Regions from separate parts of the Sus scrofa genome. Here region 1 is linked to region 2. The links are chromatin contacts, called in public HiChIP or PLAC-seq maps. All regions are on one chromosome and are shown on one strand. Each heading gives the region's core, a stretch centred on a gene start, on an enhancer-like site or on the middle of the called end of the contact. The rest is flanking DNA. Distances are from core to core; before and after follow the strand shown.

Region 1 (4,176 bases), core at 1,647-4,146, 120 kb before region 2:
CCACCAAATAGATACCCGTTTTCACAAAAAGTGCCAACATGGAGCCAGAGAACATTTCCGTTACATCACGCTTTTACGGCTTTGAAAATTAACAGAGATGATAATCCCCCACCTTGGGTTTCCCACTCCCTCCCTCCTTAATTTTACCTCCTTTAATTGTCATCATGTCTGGAGATTATAATCCAAGATACTAAGATGTTTATTTCATACATCGCCTCCACACAGTGTGTCTTACAAGCTCTTGCAAGAATCCAAACATTGTGCTGGTCTGGGTAGAAAAGGAAATTCCATGGTTTGTTGAACCCAGGAACTCTTCAGTACATCTCCGAGGTAAAACTGTTTAAATACAATTAAAGTTCTACAGTTAAAGGGTACCCTCCTCCACTGTTGGTGGGAATGTAAACTGGTACAATCACTATGAAAAACAGGATGGAGGTACTTCAGAAAATGAAGTATAGAACTACCACAGGATCCAGCACTCTCACTCCTGGGCACCTATCAGGACAAAAAATTCGCTGCAAAAGATGCATGCACCCATAGCTATGTTCACTGCAGCAGCATTCACAATAGCCAAGACATGGAAACGACCTAAATGTCCATCAACAGCTGAATGCATTAAGAAGACGTGGTATATACACACAATGGAATACTACTCAAGTCATGAAAAAGAACAAAAGAATGCCATTTGCAGCAACATGGCATGGCTGGAACTAGAGACTCATGCTAAATGAAGTCAGTGAGAAAGAGAAAGACAAATACCACATGATATCACTTATATCTGGAATCTAATATACGACACACATGAAACTTTCCACAGAAAAGAAACTCATGGACTTGGAGAACAGACTTGTGGTTGCCAAGGGGGAGGGGGAAGACGTGGGAGGACTGGGAGCTTGGGGTTAATAGATGCAAACTATTGCCTTTGGAATGGATAAGCAATGGGATCCTGCTGTACAGAACAGGGAACTATATCTAGTCACTTGCTATAGAACATGATGGAGGATAATGTGAGAAAAAGAATATGTGTGTGTGTGAGAGAGAGAGAGACTGGCTCACTTTGCTGTATAGTAGAAAACTGACAGAACACCGTAAACCATTAAATAAAAATCAGTAAAAATTTAAAAATAAAAACACACATTGGTTCCAATGTGTTTAAAAGCAATAAAGTTCTATAATTGCAGCAGATGCATCTGAGGTTTACACGGAGAGCTTCCATTCCTTACCATCCTCTCATTCCTTAACTCTAATGTGATACAGGTTCTATTCTCACCATTCTATGAACAAAAGAGCAGCTGATTTACAGGTTGGATTTTTCAAAAAAAAAAATTTCTTTACCAGATCCCAAATGTAACAAAGGGTCAATATAGAAAACTTAAAAAGCACAGCCAAAGAGAAATATACATAAGCCTTTCAACTATTAATTTTGATTAATATCCAACGAATCTCTTTTTAAGTGTATCAATATATTATTCATTTAATAAAAGAAATTGCAAGAGGCACTTGCTTTTTCTGCTTACAAATACGGTTTCTCAAATCGATTTTTTTATATACTGTTTGCATAGAATTTCAATCCATAAAGCTACCTATTGAAAATTCCTTATATTTCTGCTAAACACTTAAGGGCTTATATTTTCTCCAAATTTATACATCCTTGCTCACAGTTCTGACGATGTCTTTGGGATAAACTCTAAATGGAACTAGAGGTTTAAAGTTATGTCCATTTAAAACTTTTAACACAAAAAAAGGTAAGTTAAAAAGTAAAAGTTTGGGGAGGCTGCTGGTCGCCCCCCCAACATTGGCTGACATTTTTATTCTTTGACAACAAATAGGAAGAAAATGTCAATGTCTTTTTTTACTGCTTAATACTGGTCATGTTACTTTTCTTTCCTTTTGCTAATCATACAGGCTTACTCACAACTCTACAAAAAAATCTTACTCATTCCTAATGTTCCTTCATTGAGAGATTGGTTTGCCGGAAACGTTCTCACTCTCACCAAGTCCCAACAGTCCCAACTCTAACGACGGTCGCTGCTTCCAGAAATACGGCACTTAAGGCACCCTCGTCCTTACCTTTTTCATGCATGTGTATTTCATTTTCAATAAAACATTGAGTTGTTCCAAGGCCAGACCATAGAGTTGAGCCCCAACATGCTAGTGGCCCAGTGTGATGTAATAATTTACCTTCCCAGGGGTCCTCTCCGGGGGGTACAGGCGAGACTAAGTGACTTTAAGCTGTTGGGAGAACAATGGCCAAACCTTTCGTGATTTTGAAATCTATCAGGCCACGAGACACTTCGGTAGCGGACGCTCAACCCTGGGAATCCCAACTATTGTCCCAAATTTTGCCTGACTCGTGCCAAAGATTGAGCCAGGGCCCGGGTGTCCAGGCAGTCTGCAGTGCCCCAGTCCCCACCAGAGCCCTGAAGGGTGTCGGGCCCCACGAAACCGCTGCCCGGGCTCTAGGGTTTCTGTTTTCAGGTCGCTGCGCTTTATTCTCTAATTCAGCGTTCCCGAAAGAGACCATGAGGACCCGCCCAGTGTCCTTTACACCTTCCCGTGTCGGGTGGCGACAGCCTGTTTACGAAGAAGAGTGCACCACCCTTTCCCGCAAGCCGCAGCGGTTAGTTCCGCAGAAGGAGGAGCCAGGGCGTCGGGCCGCAGCTGGGAGAGAGGCCCGGCAGCGGGCGCCGCGGAGCAGCAAGGGCGTCCCTCTCTCGGCCGGAGCCCCGCCCCGCCCCGCCCCCACGGCCCCGCCTTGCGGCCCGCCCATTGGCTCCGCCGGGCCCTGGAGTCACTCCCTAGAGCCACTTCCGCCCAGGGCGGGGCCCAGGCCACGCCCACTGGCCTGACCGCGCGGGAGGCTCCCGGAGACCGTGGATTCTTACTCCTGCTGTCGGAACTCGAAGAGGTCTCCGCTAGGCTGGTGTCGGGTTACCTGCTCATCTTCCCGAAAATGATGGCGTTTTGCGCGCTGCGCAAGGCACTGCCCTGCCGTCCCGAGAATCCCTTTTCTTCGAGGTGCTTCGTTGAGATTCTTTGGGTGTCGTTGGCCCTAGTGTTCCTGCTTCCCATGCCCTCAGGTAGGAGCCTGGAGAGGGTGTGCGCCCTCGCGGCGAACTGGAGCGGGTTCGCGGGGCAGGCCGACCGGCTCCGAGGGCGGGACGGACTTTGCTGGGTGGCTCCGGGTGGAGGCGCGGGCCTGGGTTCACCCGGGGTCGTGCGGAGTTGGGGTAGAAGGCATGGTCAGAGTGACCTTGGTCGTGCTGTGGGGACCCCGGGAGCGAGGGAGATCCCCTAATGGCCAGCGGGAAGGGCTTGCTTGTGGTTGGCCCCGCTTGGCAAAAGCTTGCGTGGTGTTTCCGGGACTGATCAAGTCCTCGGGAGAGCGCCAACCAGGTGGTAGTGATGAAGGCTTGCTCTTAGCGCCCAGGGGGTGTTGCTAGCTAGGCTTCTGCTGTGCCGTGGGGAGGATTTGCCCAGTGCCCTGCTGGGCTTGGCTGGGGGAGCCCGACCAGGTGTGCATGACAGTGTGCTTTGAGGAAGTGGCCAGCCCAGCCCAGTGTGGAAGGAGGAAGCTTACTGCTTGCTTTATGTGGGCCTGCAGTGCTCAGGTGGGAGCAGGCTCTGGGAGCCTGGGATTTAGAGGGTTGGGAAGGGCACAGGGTGCTTTTTGTAACTAAAGTTAATAGGCAGCTGGTATCCAAGACATCATGGGTATTGATTTCCAGGATGTTCCTATTTTTTAGATTTCTTTTTTTTTTTTTTTTGCAGCAGAGTTGTCTTCCCGTTCTCATTTAATAGACACTATTCAATTCTGTTATGGAATGGCTTTTTGGCCTTGCTTTCATTCTTTCAGAAGGTTAAGAAACATGGGTGGTCAAAGCTCCTGAACAATGAGTATCCTAAGAAACAAACGTTAGGTGTTAATCTGGTTTTCCCCTACAGTATGTAAACTAAACCTGAAACCAACCACTCAGTTTGTTTCGTGTTTCATGGAAAGGGCTTTGAAATACATGTGTTCTAAAAAGATGTGCTTATTGTATAAAACTACAAAAAGGGAAACCATTTTTAGTGCTTTGGTAGATTTTCTCCTGTCCTCATATGCACGTGTGTTTTCACGCCTAAGTTATTTTAGGATCTGTTACACGTACAGTTTGTATGCTGCATTTCCCTTAG
Region 2 (4,176 bases), core at 1,570-4,069:
TCTGTCCCAATAAAACTTTATTTACCAAAGAAGGCGGCCAGCCCATGGGCTACCGTCTGCCAACTCCTGGTCCCTGGGACAACCTACTCGTCTAGTATGTCCAAGCTCCCAAGAGGAACGGAGGCCACCCTCCCTCTGGGAGGCTGCTACCCACTCTGGAGAGCGGGGTGTGCTCGGGGGACCCCCATTCCTGCTATTCCCTCCCACGAGCGGGGCTGCTAGCTTCAAAAGCCTAGTCTGCCGCAGAGACCTGGGAAAAGGGGAAGAAATGCGCATCTTCGGCCAGGCATGAAGGCTTGGAAAAAGCAGCCACTTGCCCGGGATCATGTAGCTGCCCAAGGCTTCCTGATTCTGGGCAGTGCTCTTTTTCCTCTAGAAAGATGACTGGAAAGGCATCAGAACAAGCAGCCTTGCTGGTGGAGGCTGAGGACCCAGGGCATGTGTCGCGACAGCACGTCTCCGACCGCTCAGGAACTGATAAGCAAATGATAGCACCAAGGTCAAGACCGAGAGCTCAGAGCGGTTAAGTGTGTGGCTCTATCTTTCCAGGACATCCCCTCCCAAAGGTCGTTACCAGGGAGAAGAAGACCTAAACAGAAACCTCAGCTTCAGAACGGGGTGTGGGTGGGGGAAGACGTGGGTGCTCATTAGCAGAAACTGGTCCGGCAGTCTGGGCGCGCCCTGGGCTGATCCACAAGCACGAGGTACAGAAGCTGACCCCCTTCCAGGCCGATGCCCCAGGCCCTGGGATCCCTGTCCCCGCACCGTCTCGGCAACCACGCGCCTCCCAGACCTCACAACACAGTCTCCTCCAGATCTCCTCCCAGCGCCCACGTCCACGGCAAACTTTACCTGCCTGACTGTAACGTTTCCATCCAGATACCCTGCCATTGTCTTGATGGCAACCCGTCTAAAAAAGCAAAGCAAGCATGACTCCCCGAACAAGTCTGAACCCTGACTTTTCTGTTTCTGTCAGTCATTAAGGCTCAAGATGTCAGCACCTTCTCTCCCCCATGTCCTGTCTCCAAGCCAAAGGGGCTCTCTGACTACCTCCTCCTCCTCCGAATTCCCACAGGCCCCACCTTAATCCATCACCTCCGGGCGGGAATGTGGCCCATCTCCTGCCCGGGGCCCCAGATTCTAGGCTGGTCACAATGCCAGCTGCTCTTTCCCCACATGCCCGTCCTCCTCCCATCTCCCACAGTCTCTTCAAGGTCAAGGCCCAGCTTACTTACCTGCGTCTTCCCAGCTCCCAGAACCTTACCTAACATGGCAGACACCCCTAAAAAAGTGCGCAATGAATGAATCCTAGCTCGCGGCAGGAGCCATGACCACCCCAGACACCTGAGCCTCCTCTTCCCACCACCACGGGCCCAGACGCCAGGCTCTGCAGGTTTTCCATTGTCTCCCCCACCCCTTCCACCCCCAGGAACGAGCCCCATCGAGCTGATCAATGCCTGACCCTCCTCGTGTGCCCGTGGCTTCCCGCATCCACATCTCTGCCCACGCTCGGCTCGCCCTGCCCTGCGATGACGTCCGCACCCTTCCGCCTCCACGAAGTCCAACTCCTACGCAACTGCCAATTACCGAGCTCTGGGGGAAAGAGGGGATGCAGGAAGGCGGACGATGACAAAAAACGGGGAAGGGGGGCCCTGAGAGAGACACACTGGGGTCTCTGATCCCTGGAGCCACTACCCTCCCAATAGGTTGCAGGCGATTAGAGAAGGAAGAGGCGGGAGGAGGAGCCAGATTTTTCCACTGAACGAAAGGCATGATTTTCATCACTGCTTCTGTTGCCCTGGTAACCAGGGACAGCCCAGTGGAGAGTACAGTAAAAGAACACCATGTTTATCTTTGCTGTCTGATCCACTTCCCCGCACACCCTTCCCTGGCCACCCTCTAGCCCCTAGGCCGGCTCCCAGCTTCTTAGAATGCCACCACCAGCCCATCCTTCCAGGCGCTCTTGCTCAAAACCTCACAGGCAGAGCTCATCTCTCGCTCTTTATGCAACCCCAGGTACCACGTACTCTTCCCCCTGCAACGTTCCGGGGGTCATCTCACCACACCCATCTGCGTGCCAGGGGCGCCCCAAGAACAAAAAGCTGACCTCTCGGGCACCAGAAGGGCATCCGCTCCACAAGAGGATCCACCGGGCAAGGGGGGACATACGGGGTCAAGGAGAGGACGGCTGCCCAGCCAGCCCTTCTTTCTCAGGCGCAGACAGCTGGTGTGCCATGGGCCCCTGCTCGCCCATCTCCCCCTCCATGGCCGGGACCGGGAGCAGAGGGCGCAGGCCCACCCCCGGGCTCCCACAGATCCTGACTCCCACACGGACACAGTGTCTGTGTGACCTGACAACGGAGACACAGCGCTCGCCCTGGGAGATTATATAAGCGTTATATAACATGGTGGCACCAACAGGCACATAGACGCAGTTGCTGAGTGCCAGGGACAGGCCGGGAGTGGAACCAGACCCAAGGGGCTGGAGGTGCAGCCCTCTCACCACCCATGCCAAAGCAACACCCGGCCCTGGCTACCCCAGCCCTGTCTCTACCTGCTCCTTCCACCCCAGAGGACGCAGAGGGAGACTTGCCTGGCTCTGCCTTCTTCCTCCCACGCTGGGCAGCAGGGAGGGGCCGCAGCACCATCACCAGCCCGGCCCAGGGCAGCCTCTGTCCAGCTGCCCTCCCCACAGGGGAGCGGCCAGGGGGCTACCGGCAGGGGAGGGGTGTGGGCCAGCAGCCCCCTCCTCTCTGTCCTTGCACCAGAATGTGTTTGTTTGGGGAACCAGTGCTGCAGCGGCTCCAGGATTGGCTGGGCCAGCCTTCCCTCCGCTCTGTCATTTGCCGTTCTTCTAAAAAACAAAACAAACCGAAAGGGAAAGAAAAAAAAAAAATTAAGCACATTTGGCAAATGCCGAAACCCCAATTTTGGCCTATGGCTGCAAACAAAGCTGGAAGGAGGGGGTCCTACGGACATTATCCAATTTCCCCACAGCCCCCACCTCCCACCACATCCTGGCCGACCCGTGATCTATGAACTTGATCTGTAGGCCTGGAGACTCCTCTTCACGTCCGTCCGGACACCCCCCCCCCGCCCCGCCCCTCACGTCCTTCTCCCAGCCCCTAGCTCTGAGCTGCCTCTGCTGCTGGAGCTTCTACGGCTGGAGGGCACAGCCGCCCCCAGCCTCTGCAGAGCGCTCAACGCCTGGGGCTCCTGGAGCGCGGGAGCCAGGGGCCAGGCGGCCAGCCTGGGGCAGTTCAGGGCAGTTCTGGGGCAGGTCTTCATCAAACTCCTCCACCCGCATCACCACACCCACTTTATTAATTGGGGGGGGGGTACTGAACACAGGCAGTGCCCAGGGGCATCTCTGGCTGCGCCTGCCTCTCCCGAGCTATGCCCGGGGCCTTCCCGCCTCCTCCACGCGCACCTCCGCGCCCCCTGAAGAAGGGGGGAGAAAGAAATACGCATTAATATCACGAGCCTTCGCGCACCATCGCGCGCCCCCTCAACCACCTGTCTCTGCGCTCTCCCTCCCCCACTGCCTTCCTCAACTCCGGGCGCCCCCTCTGCAGCAGCGGGGCACCACGCCCACTGCGGAGCCGAGAAACGGAAGGTGAGCAGCGGCCAGGGGCTCCGGGCCGGGCCCCGGGGACTGCTCATCCGCCTCCCCCGCCCTGCGGGCCCCGGCCCCAGAGCCCGAGGACCGGCCGGGGCCGCTCGCGGCCGCCATCCGCTCCCACCCACGCGGCCAGGGCATCCGCAGGGGAGGCCGCGCCGCAGCAGGGGTGGGGCGCGACCCGAGCGCGGCGGGGCCCAGGGCGCAGTCCCCAGGGGGCCCACCCCTGCCCCGGGGCTCTCGGCGACCGCCCGCAGGCCCGGCCGGGGCCCCGCGCTTACCTCGCGTGTCCGCCTCCCTCCCGGGGGCCCGCACAACCGCCTCGCCGCCCCCGCGAGCGCCCAGCGGAGAGCGCGAGATGCGCAGCGGCGGCGGCCTCGGCTCCGCAGCGGCGGCTTCCCGGTGTGTGAGCTCAGCCCGCCCGCGCGCCCGCGCTTCCCACGCTCGGCGCCCGGCGTCGCGCCACCCAGCGGCCGCGGGGCGCATCGCACGCCGGCGTCCGGGAAGCTCTGCCGCAGCCCTAGCGACGGGCTTGGAAATTCCCAGAATCTGACCGC

The links. HiChIP or PLAC-seq counts read pairs in DNA pulled down with a chosen protein or histone mark.
Region 1: a contact with region 2 is called in an H3K27ac HiChIP or PLAC-seq map of alveolar macrophages. The contact joins the promoter of CD46 here to the promoter of LOC102160414 in region 2. A contact is called at or near these places in 6 of 47 Hi-C or Micro-C datasets (alveolar macrophages, heart right ventricle, liver and 3 more) and 2 of 2 datasets of contacts at active chromatin or transcription factors (alveolar macrophages and skeletal muscle).

Annotation. Positions count from the first base shown.
Region 1 is chr9:135,077,560-135,081,735 of Sscrofa11.1, reverse strand. CD46 (CD46 molecule, complement regulatory protein) reads left to right here and starts at 2,896. Exons shown (of 12, transcript NM_213888.1): 1 at 2,896-3,080. The coding sequence starts at 2,954. It overlaps LOC110255546 (a long non-coding RNA gene), which reads right to left and starts at 2,742. Exons shown (of 3, transcript XR_002336089.1): 1 at 2,071-2,742; 2 at 1-336.
Region 2 is chr9:134,953,872-134,958,047 of Sscrofa11.1, reverse strand. LOC102160414 reads left to right here and starts at 2,819. Exons shown (of 2, transcript XM_021063896.1): 1 at 2,819-3,616. The coding sequence starts at 3,036. LOC110255544 (a long non-coding RNA gene) reads right to left here and starts at 4,078. Exons shown (of 2, transcript XR_002336086.1): 1 at 3,901-4,078; 2 at 1-2,854.